Linked DNA regions of Mus musculus: region 2 is linked to region 1. Evidence: chromatin contacts called from public Hi-C data. All regions are on one chromosome and are shown on one strand. The core of a region is the stretch at or near the end of the contact, and the rest is flanking DNA. Distances in the headings are between cores, read along the strand shown. Region 1 has its middle 4.7 kb from the start of Gm6961. Region 2 overlaps Gm38469 (spidroin-2).

The links. Hi-C and Micro-C count contacts between places; a contact is called where the count stands out from the background.
Region 2: a contact with region 1 is called in a Hi-C map of muscle stem cells, with 2.0 times the contacts expected there. The contact joins two enhancer-like sites. A contact is called at or near these places in 2 of 15 datasets of contacts at CTCF or cohesin (large pre-B cells and stem cell-derived epiblast-like cells), 15 of 484 Hi-C or Micro-C datasets (the C2C12 cell line, CD4 T cells, the HL-1 cell line and 10 more) and 1 of 115 datasets of contacts at active chromatin or transcription factors (embryonic stem cells).

What each region holds. Positions count from the first base shown.
Region 1 is chr15:95,753,809-95,758,737 of GRCm38.p6, reverse strand. No RefSeq gene overlaps it. Among named protein-coding and RNA genes, the nearest start is that of Gm6961, 4.7 kb to the right of the region's middle. Within about 2 kb of position 1,402, at least 92 of the 459 cell types and tissues checked have an H3K27ac peak or open chromatin away from gene starts, as enhancers often do. A contact at or near this core is called in muscle stem cells, where this site is marked.
Region 2 is chr15:96,131,801-96,136,592 of GRCm38.p6, reverse strand. Gm38469 (spidroin-2) reads left to right here. Exons shown (of 3, transcript XM_011245785.3): 3 at 1,065-1,776. Among named protein-coding and RNA genes, the nearest start is that of 2610037D02Rik, 64 kb to the left of the region's middle. Within about 2 kb of position 1,267, at least 25 of the 459 cell types and tissues checked have an H3K27ac peak or open chromatin away from gene starts, as enhancers often do. A contact at or near this core is called in muscle stem cells, where this site is marked.

The DNA.
Region 1 (4,929 bases), core at 153-2,652:
TCAGACAGGCTTTCTCTGGGTAGTCCTGGCTGTCCTAGAACTTGCTCTGTAGACCAGGGCAGCCTTGACTTCAGACATCTACCTGCCCCTGCCTCCCATTTACTGGGCTTAAAAAGGAGTGTGCCCCCACCATCTGGCTATAATTCATTTTTTTTAAAAGATGATTGATATCTTAGATTGCTGAAGTATCAGTGGACGCTCACACATTTGTAAGGATTTGATGTGAAAATTACTAATTGGAGAGACCTGTTTTAGACTCTAAGTTCTCATTGGCTGGACCTCTGAAATATGGCCAATAGACTCGATGCTGGTTTTCCGGTTCTCATCCCTTCCTGAATTGTACTAAGCATGAGGGGGTGTTTATGAGAGGCAGCATGCAGAGCCCTGCCTCGTTCTAGGGTAAGTGAGGTAGCTAACTGATGGCACCAGGCTGGTCTGTGTCCTCTCTTTACCTCCTCCCACACCACAGAGCTTTCACTGCGCAGTTAACACAGATGCCAGCAGCATTTCTTCACAGTCCTCACCCTGTAACCTAGATACACACTTTCTCTAGTCTCAGGTTAACAAGAAAACAAGCAAAAAGTATTACCCAAGGATATGTTGGTATTACCCCAAGCGAAGTCAGCAGACAAGAAATTGAGTCCAGTGTGTAGGACACTATTAGGAATCTAGTTTTTTGTTTTTTTTTTTTTCAGATGAGCATTTCCCCTGAGGATAACTAGCTAGGGTTTTTTCCCCCCATTTTTCTTATATGTATAGGTGTTTTTCATCCATGTATGCATGTGCATTATCTGTGTGCAGTACCCAATGGGGCCAGAAGAAGAAACTGCACCCACTCAGCCTGGAGTTACAGACTGCTACGTGCCACCACGTGGGCACTAAGAATTGAACCTCAGTTCTCTGAAAGAGTAGCCAGTGTTCTTAATCACTGAGCCATCTCTCTGGCTTCTTTCAAGTATTTTTAATCGAATGACAATTTATTTTTCTCTTATTTCTCTAATTTTTATACTACCGTATAATGAAATCATTTATAGTATAAGCCCCTAGCTGGGTTGAGGGGGGCACATCTCAGGAACAGGTCATATATTGGGACCTAACTCTTTTGCTACAAGAGTGTCAAGTGAAGAAGCTCTTAACAGACATTTCTTAAGAGAGTCTAGCCACTGTGTGCAAAGAGCACTTGAGACTCAGTCTGGTTTGCCATCAACCAGGTGTAGAAACACAGCGTTTTGGGCCCATCACTATGGGTCTTCTGTGAAAGGAAGTATGATTACATCTGGGTTTCCTAGCCTTGTTGCTACTGCTGGAAGAAGAGGCCTCAGATACTATCAAACACACTGTTGGGAAGCTGTGAGGCCCACTCTCTGCTGCTCCTCGCAGCTGCTCTGACGGTTGCTGAGTCGGTTGCTTACACAGCTGTTGTAGCTGAGGGCGATCCAGGCACCGTTCCAGCCTTCAAGCTGTTTGTTAGCCCTTAGCAGATGCCTTAGAAGTCCGAGGAAGAGCCTGCTCTATAGTGCAGAAACTCGGTTCTGACCATTCCCAACCACTCGGGCTGCCGACTCTGAGGCCTGCCTTCCTGAGTCACAGAACTTTGCATGTGTGAGATCGAAAGTCAATTTGCTTTTTAGGTTTTAGTTGGGATCCTCTATTCCTGCTCCTTCAACCTAGGATTCTGTTAATATTCTCAAGCCACCCTTCCCTTAGCAAGATTTCAATTTCAGAATTCCCTTAATGTGAAGAACAAAATTCTGGCATGCCCAATTTCTTTTGATAGTTTTGTTTACATTTGGGGACCACAATTCAATTTGTCAAATGTTATTGTGAGAGATATAACAAGAGAAAGATGGATTGTTGGCTGTCATTTCAGACTAGTGCCACATTTAGCCATATCACAAGGACAAGACTATGAGAAGCAGGCTGGGTTTTAGACAGACAAGAAAATTGCCCACAAAACAAACCAGCATTGCTAGGGGGCCCTTAAATGTAATGGCTTTATTGACATCATTTGATATAAGGTAAAGAGTGTGTAAACACGTTTTCATTCTGCCACAACCAAGACAATATGAAGGACTCACACTGTTTATTTCCGTGTCCCTTATGTCAGGCGTGTGCTAGTCATGATGGTGTAGCATGTGAGAGATCATGTTAGGCATGTGCTAGTCATGATGGTGTAGCATGTGAGAGATCATGTCAGGCATGTGCTAGTCATGATGGTGTAGCATGTAAAGGCAACGGACATTGCCCCTGACATGATGGAGCTCACTTCTTTTTTTTTTCTCCATTTTTTATTAGGTATTTAGCTCATTTACATTTCCAATGCTATACCAAAAGTCCCCCATACCCCCCCCTCCCATACCCCTACCCACCCACTCCCCCTTTTTGGCCCTGGCATTCCCCTGTACTGGGGCATATAAAGTTTGCAAGTCCAATGGGCCTCTCTTTCCAGTGATGGCCGACTAGGCCATCTTTTGATACATATGCAGCTAGAGACAAGAGCTCCGGGGTACTGCTTAGTTCATATTGTTGTTCCACCTATAGGGTTGCAGTTCCCTTTAGTTCCTTGGGTGCTTTCTCTAGTTCCTCCATTGGGGGCCCTGTGGTCCATTCAATAGCTGACTGTGAGCATCCACTTCTGTGTTTGCTAGGCCCTGGCATAGTCTCACAAGAGACAGCTATATCTGGGTCCTTTCAGCAAAATCTTGCTAGTGTATACAATGGTGTCAGCATTTGGAAGCTGATCATGGGATGGATCTCTGGATATGGCAATCACTAGATGGTCCATCCTTTCGTCAGAGCTCCAAATTTTGTCTCTGTAACTCCTTCCATGGGTGTTTTGTTTCCTATTCTAAGAAGGGGCAAAGTGTCCACACTTTGGTCTTCGTTCTCTTGAGTTTAATGTGTTTAGCAAATTGTATCTTATATCTTGGGTATCCTAAGTTTCTGGGCTAATATCCACTTATCAGTGAGTACATATTGTGAGAGTTCCTTTGTGATTGGGTTACCTCACTCAGGATGATGCCCTCCAGGTCCATCCATTTGGCTAGGAATTTCATAAATTCATTCTTTTTAATAGCTGAGTAGTACTCCATTGTGTAAATGTACCACATTTTCTGTATCCATTCCTCTGTTGAGGGGCATCTGGGTTCTTTCCAGCTTCTGGCTATTATAAATAAGGCTGCTATGAACATAGTGGCGCATGTGTCCTTCTTATCGGTTGGGGCATCTTCTGGATATATGCCCAGGAGAGGTATTGCGGGATCCTCCGGTAGTACTATGTCCAATTTTCTGAGGAACCGCCAGACTGATTTCCAGAGTGGTTGTACAAGCTTGCAATCCCACCCACAATGGAGGAGTGTTCCCCTTTCTCCACATCTTCGCCAGCATCTGCTGTCACCTGAATTTTTCATCTTAGCCATTCTGACTGGTGTGAGGTGGAATCTCAGGGTTGTTTTGATTTGCATTTCCCTGATGATTAAAGATGTTGAACATTTTTTCAGGTGGTTCTCTGCCATTTGGTATTCCTCGGGTGAGAAATCTTTGTTCAGTTCTGAGCCCCATTTTTTAATGGGGTTATTTGATTTTATGGAGTCTACCTTCTTTAATGGGGTTATTTGATTTTATGGAGTCTACCTTCTTGAGTTAAAGAAGATCTCAGAAGATGGAAAGATCTCCCATGCTCATGGATCGGCAGGATCAATATAGTAAAAATGGCTATCTTGCCAAAAGCAATCTACAGATTCAATGCAATCCCCATCAAAATTCCAACTCAATTCTTCAACGAATTAGAAAGGGCAATCAGCAGATTCATCTGGAATAACAAAAAACCTAGGATAGCAAAAACTCTTCTCAAGGATAAAAGAACCTCTGGTGGAATCACCATGCCCGACCTAAAGATGTACTACAGAGCAATTGTGATAAAAACTGCATGGTACTGGTATAATGACAGACAAGTAGACCAATGGAACAGAATTAAAGACCCAGAGATGAACCCACACACCTATGGTCACTTGATCTTTGACAAGGGAGCTAAAACCATCCAATGGAAAAAAGACAGCATTTTCAACAAATGGTGCTGGCACAACTGGCGGTTATCATGTAGAAGATTTCGAATTGATCCAGTTCTATCTCCTTGTACTAAGGTCAAATCTAAGTGGATTAAGGATCTCCACATAAAACCAGAGACACTGAAACTTATAGAGGAGAAAGTAGGGAAAAGCCTCGAAGATATGGGTACAGGGGAAAAATTCCTGAATAGAACAGCAATGGCTTGTGCTGTAAGATCGAGAATCGATAAATGGGACCTCATAAACTTGCAAAGCTTCTGCAAGGCAAAAGACACTGTCAATAAGACAAAAAGACCACCAACAGAATGGGAAAGGATCTTTACCTATCCCAAATCAGACAGGGGACTAATATCCAATATATATAAAGAACTCAAGAAGGAGCTCACTTCTTAATGCAAGAGACATTCAATAAGTATTGAGCCAAGTCAATAACAGGCAATTCTTAAGAACACGATGAAGAACATTCAAATGATGCGATGAGTGGGTGGGATCCGACCCGACGGTGATCAATTCATTCATGCATGTTTTTATTGAAAATGTATAATATGTTTTGTGCATCATGGTAGGAGATGCTTAAATAATTATTAATGGGAGGCATCGCAAGCATTGTAAGCGTTTAGTGCAGACACTGCACAATGCATTATTTTGTATAATCTAATATAGTCCTACATGTTTTGTTTTGTAGCTCTTTGGAGAGACTATTTCAGTATGCAGCCCTGGTGGTCTCCGAGAAATATCAGAGAGGCTACACACGTGAAAAGACCCACAACATGGCTGCCTAAATGTGACTAAATAAGGATGATATGAACGATCGATGCGCTGACATGGAAGGGAAAGTTCAGGAGGCCTCGACTCTAGATGA
Region 2 (4,792 bases), core at 18-2,517, 380 kb before region 1:
GAATGTGTCACCTTCACATACCATTAAGTACAAAACCAGTCGTTGAGAGGCATCACATAAAATGTCACAGGATGAAAAGCAAGTAGAGAATTGCAACAATGTTACAATAAAAAGGAAGGGGGGGGGGCTAGGGGAGGGCTGGTGAGATGGTTCAGTGGGTAAGAGCACTGACTGCCCTTCCAAAGGTCCTGAGTTCAAATCCCAGAAACCACATGGTGGCTCACAACCACCCATAATGAGATCTGATGCCCTCTTCTGGTGCATCTGAAGTCAGCTACAGTGTACTTACGTATAATAATAAATAAATCTTTAGGTCAGAGCGAGCAGAGGTCCTAAATTCAATTCCCAACAACCAGGCGAAGACCCACAACTATCTGTACAGCTACAGTGTGTATTCACATACATAAAATAAATAAATAAATAAATCTAAAAAAAAAAAAAAAGGGACAACAGAAGTCTACTTTCTTTTCCTAGAGGACATCATCAAAAGTGGCAGCCAGTTTCCACCACAGAGCCCTCAGGGCAAGCCAGAGACACCAGCCTGTTGTAGGTGAAGCACAGGTCTGAACTAGGTCTGATGGAATGGTTACCCCAGACGTAACCACCTGGCTTCCTTATCCACCTGGTGCAGCTGGCTGACTCATTCTCCTCTCTCGAGAAAGTGACCTAGTGAAGATAGCCGAGAAGCACTAGACGAAATTATCTGTGTGTGGGTGGGGGAAGGGTGGTGAGGTGGGCGAGGGGTAGGAGGGGGAGGGAAGGGGTGAGAGGGCGGGGGAGGGGTGAGAAGGCAGCTGGAGGGGGGTGTCAGAGGGGTGGGGGAGGCAGTAGGCTGGAGAGGTCTGTAGGAAGGGTGGTCAGTCCAGCCCCTGCAACTGAGCTGACCTAGCAAACAGTTTGAAACCCACAGAGCAGGTAGGGACAGGGAAAGAAAGCCGGTTTTGAGAAAACCCTAGGTGAGCGCAGCCCTGGGAGAATCTGATAAGGACTAGGAACTTCGAGCTGGGTAAGAACGGGAAAGAATGTCCAAGGACCTGTTGAAATCTACGCGCTCTTGTATTTAGCTGTATACCCTTAACCGGGTTTGAAAAAATGGGGATGACCTTTCTGCGGGGACAGCACACACATGGAGCAAGACAGCTGCCGGGCAGACACGTGAAGGAATGTTCAGACACACACATGCTCCAAAAGAGATGTTCCTGGGAACAATGAGATGCTTGTTTCAACTGAAATTAACTGAGAGAGGAAAGAGGGTGCCCAGCACCCGCTCCGGGTGTGTTGAAAGAAGCGCTGGTGTGGAGCTGGAGGGCAGGCAAACAGCCTGCTGTGTGAAGCCTTGCATCCGTCAACAAATTTATTCATTCCCTTTGGCCCATGCTGTTCCAAGCACCTCACTTGAAGAAGTAGCTGGAGATGTAAATAATTGTGAGCGCTAAAAAGAGGTTTATAGTCTGTTGTCCTTCACTGTGTTTAATACGTCAAATGTCTGACGGTAGTGGCCAAGTGAATGGCCACTTGCTGCTGCAGTTGTCATCTGCAGCCATTGCAACTTAAAAATCGACAGAGCTTATAAACTGCAAATACTGATATAACCGTGTTTAGCAACATAAACATTTGTATCAATTATGTGGAAAAATGCAAAAAAAAGGGTTGAAGGTAATGTGTCAATATGTAACAGTTGTGCGTGCTTGGGTTATAGACATTTTTCTTTAAAAAAAAACTTTTTCTTAGTAATCGTTTTAAGTTTTCCAAATAAATTAAAAATATATAAATGAATGCTCTTGAAGGTTTTATTTTATTTTATTTGTGTGTATGTGTGTGTTTTAAATTACTGGCGTTGTTCATCAACTTCAGAGTCACCAGAGAAATCAGACGTAATAAACTTTTTACTTTATTTATTTAGTTAGCATATGATGGGCGCATGTGTAGGGTGTTCATGGAAGTCAGAGGCAATCTTGTGGAATCAGTGCTCTCCTACCACGTGTCTCCCAGGGACAGAATCCGGCCCTCGGGCTTGGTGGTGAGCTCTTTATCTCCTGAATCATCCAGGAGGGCCCTGATAGAATGAGTTTTGTAGCTACAATATTTTAAAGTTCGAATTTGTTATAAATAACAAATAAGTAAATAACGCGTGCTAGGAAGAATAATGGCCTGTCTGAGAAGCTCGTGCCTCAGTCCCCAGCGCTTGTCACGATGCTAAGTCTCCCAGCAAAGCGAAGATGTTTCAGATGGAATTGGCGTTCCTAGCTGGGTTTTTAGGTGCCAGGACAACAAAGATCCTGTTATATTTGGATGTACCATGCCCCTCTTTTGATAGATTAGTTATGACTAACACTTGGCCTGCAGCTGGTCATGCTGGTTTGGAAAGTGTGAATTGCTGGGACATGGCGACTCCACTGGCTTGCAAAGGTCACCAAGGGTCAGCCTGGATGGATATCTGGTTCCCGTCAGGGTCTCTGCTTACTGATTGGTGCTTTGTGAGAAGCCACGAATAAAGATAGAACCACCGCAGGCTGGCCTACTATAGCTGTTGGAGGATTGCATACTCTAAGCTCTACACAAACAAGCCCCTCCTCCCTCAGGATAATAAACACGGGTCCTTATAAGTGGAAGATGAAACCTACCGAGAAAACCAGAGAGATTCAGTGGGGTGAAAAGAGTGTGATCCAATATGGTTGGCTATGAAGACTGAGAATACATCCAGAAGCCAAGGACCGTGAGTGCCTGTGGATGATAAGACCGCCAAGAGACTGACACCTCCCTTTTAGCCTGGCGAGGACTATTTTGGATTTTTGACCCTAAGCATTATATAAGGTCTGTGGATTTTTACTGCCTCCATGTGGTGTGTGTGTGTATGTGTGTGTGTGTTTGTTTGCATGTGCACATATATAAGGGTGTACACACATGCCACAGTACACATGAAGGTCATAGGAGAACCTTGGGTGCCCTCACAGAATGCCTCATTGTACACAGGGTCATTTGTCACCACTGTGTAAACCAGGCGAGCTGGTACTCGAGTTTCCCATCTTGCCATAGGAGACTGGGATCACAACCGTGCCCCACCTCGCTTGGCCTTATGTGGGCTCTGCCAATCCAAACTCAGATTCTCATGCTTGAGCAACAACAAATTTCCCGGCGGTTCATCTCTCCAGACTCTTTTGTGTTGTTTTAACCACGACATTCCTCCCTCCATTTTAAAAATATTTACTTTTTAAATTTTATGCTCTTGAAGGTTTTTTTTTCTCTTTCTTTTCGTCTACATGTATATATGTGTAACATGTGTGTGCTTGCTACCACAGAGTCCAGAAGGGAGCACCATATCCCCTAGAAGTGGAGTTAGGGACTATTGTAAGCTACTATTTATTTGGATGCTGGGAACTAAACCTGGGTCCTCTGTAAGTGCAGTTAGTAACCTTAACCACTGAGCCATCTCCCCAGCCACTAGACCACTAAGTTTACAGTAATTCATTATAGCAGCGAAAGGAAATGCACACAAGCCATGATGCCATTTTAGTTCCAGTGAGGGCCCAAGCCATCCTTACATCTACACTTGGTCCCCCATTTTATTACCTGGATCATCTTCTGCCCTCGAAAAGACTTACTGATGCTGGCCCCTGCTCTTCGTGCTTGGAGGGGTTGTCACAATTTCTTGGCCATGTGCCAGCCTTTTCCTGAAGTAAGACATCCATCCTTAAGTTACTCCTGTCAGATCAAAGCTGTGCCTAGTACAGCTGCCTCTAGTACAGTGTTGGCACCACACCCTTAGCCTTCCTCTGCCTGCCTGTGTTTCTGCAAGCTTGGAGCTAAGCCCAGAATTGCTGTACATAGGCACTGGAAACACTGTATTACATCAGGGGGGAATAAAAGGATCCTTCAGTGGAGTTGGTCCCCAATAGCATGTGTCCTATTTGGTACTTCTGAGGAGTACCAAGAGCTTGTCACTCCCAGAAACGGATTTTAAAGGCTGCTGTGAAGAGAGACAGGATTGTGTGGAAGGGAGTGGTATGCACTGTTGGAGCAGTTGGTGTCCACACAACACAACAGTGCTCACTCTATTTTCTCAGTCGAAGAATGCAAGACTTGGGAAGATCAATAAACTAGAACGCAGAAGAGCGAGAGTCCAGATCTACATTCTTACTGTGTGACCCAGAGGAGAACCCTGAATCGTCGGGCTGGTTTTGTCTTTTCTCTGCCAGCTTCTGCCTCAATAAGGCTGCCCTGATCTGGGGGCTGATGTTTTCACAGGGGTAGGTAGGAAGGCCTGGGTGCCTGTTTGTAATGGATCGGTGTTGTAGAGGCCTGAGCAGGCTGGCCTTGTCACTGAAGGATGTCTACTCTGAACCAGAGAAGGCAGCTGTCCATCTGTCCATCCATCACCCTCCCACTCCCCACCCCTTTGCCTCCCCTTGGGAGAGAGGCAGAAAGTTGGAAATAAAGGTTTCTACTGAGCGGGTGCAGAACACCAGCCTGTCCCTTAGTGGCTGAAAACCTTTCTTGAGTTTCTCATTCCTTCAACATTTGAACAAAGCCTTGTGGCTTTGGGAGATTCAGGAGGCTGTTAGGTCTCAAACCTGGGACAAATGGTTGAGGTCACTAGTTAACATATCAAAGTGGACCTGGCCAACAGGTCCTCCCAGAATCCCTCAGTCCCTACCTATTACAGGCCCTCCTGGCTGGCATACCCTGTCTTCTAGTCTGAACTCTCCAGCCCAGGGGGCTGGGCTTTTGTTCCCTATATAATCCAACTGTTTTGGATACCTGCCCTCTTTGTACTGTGGGCCTCTTGGCTGCT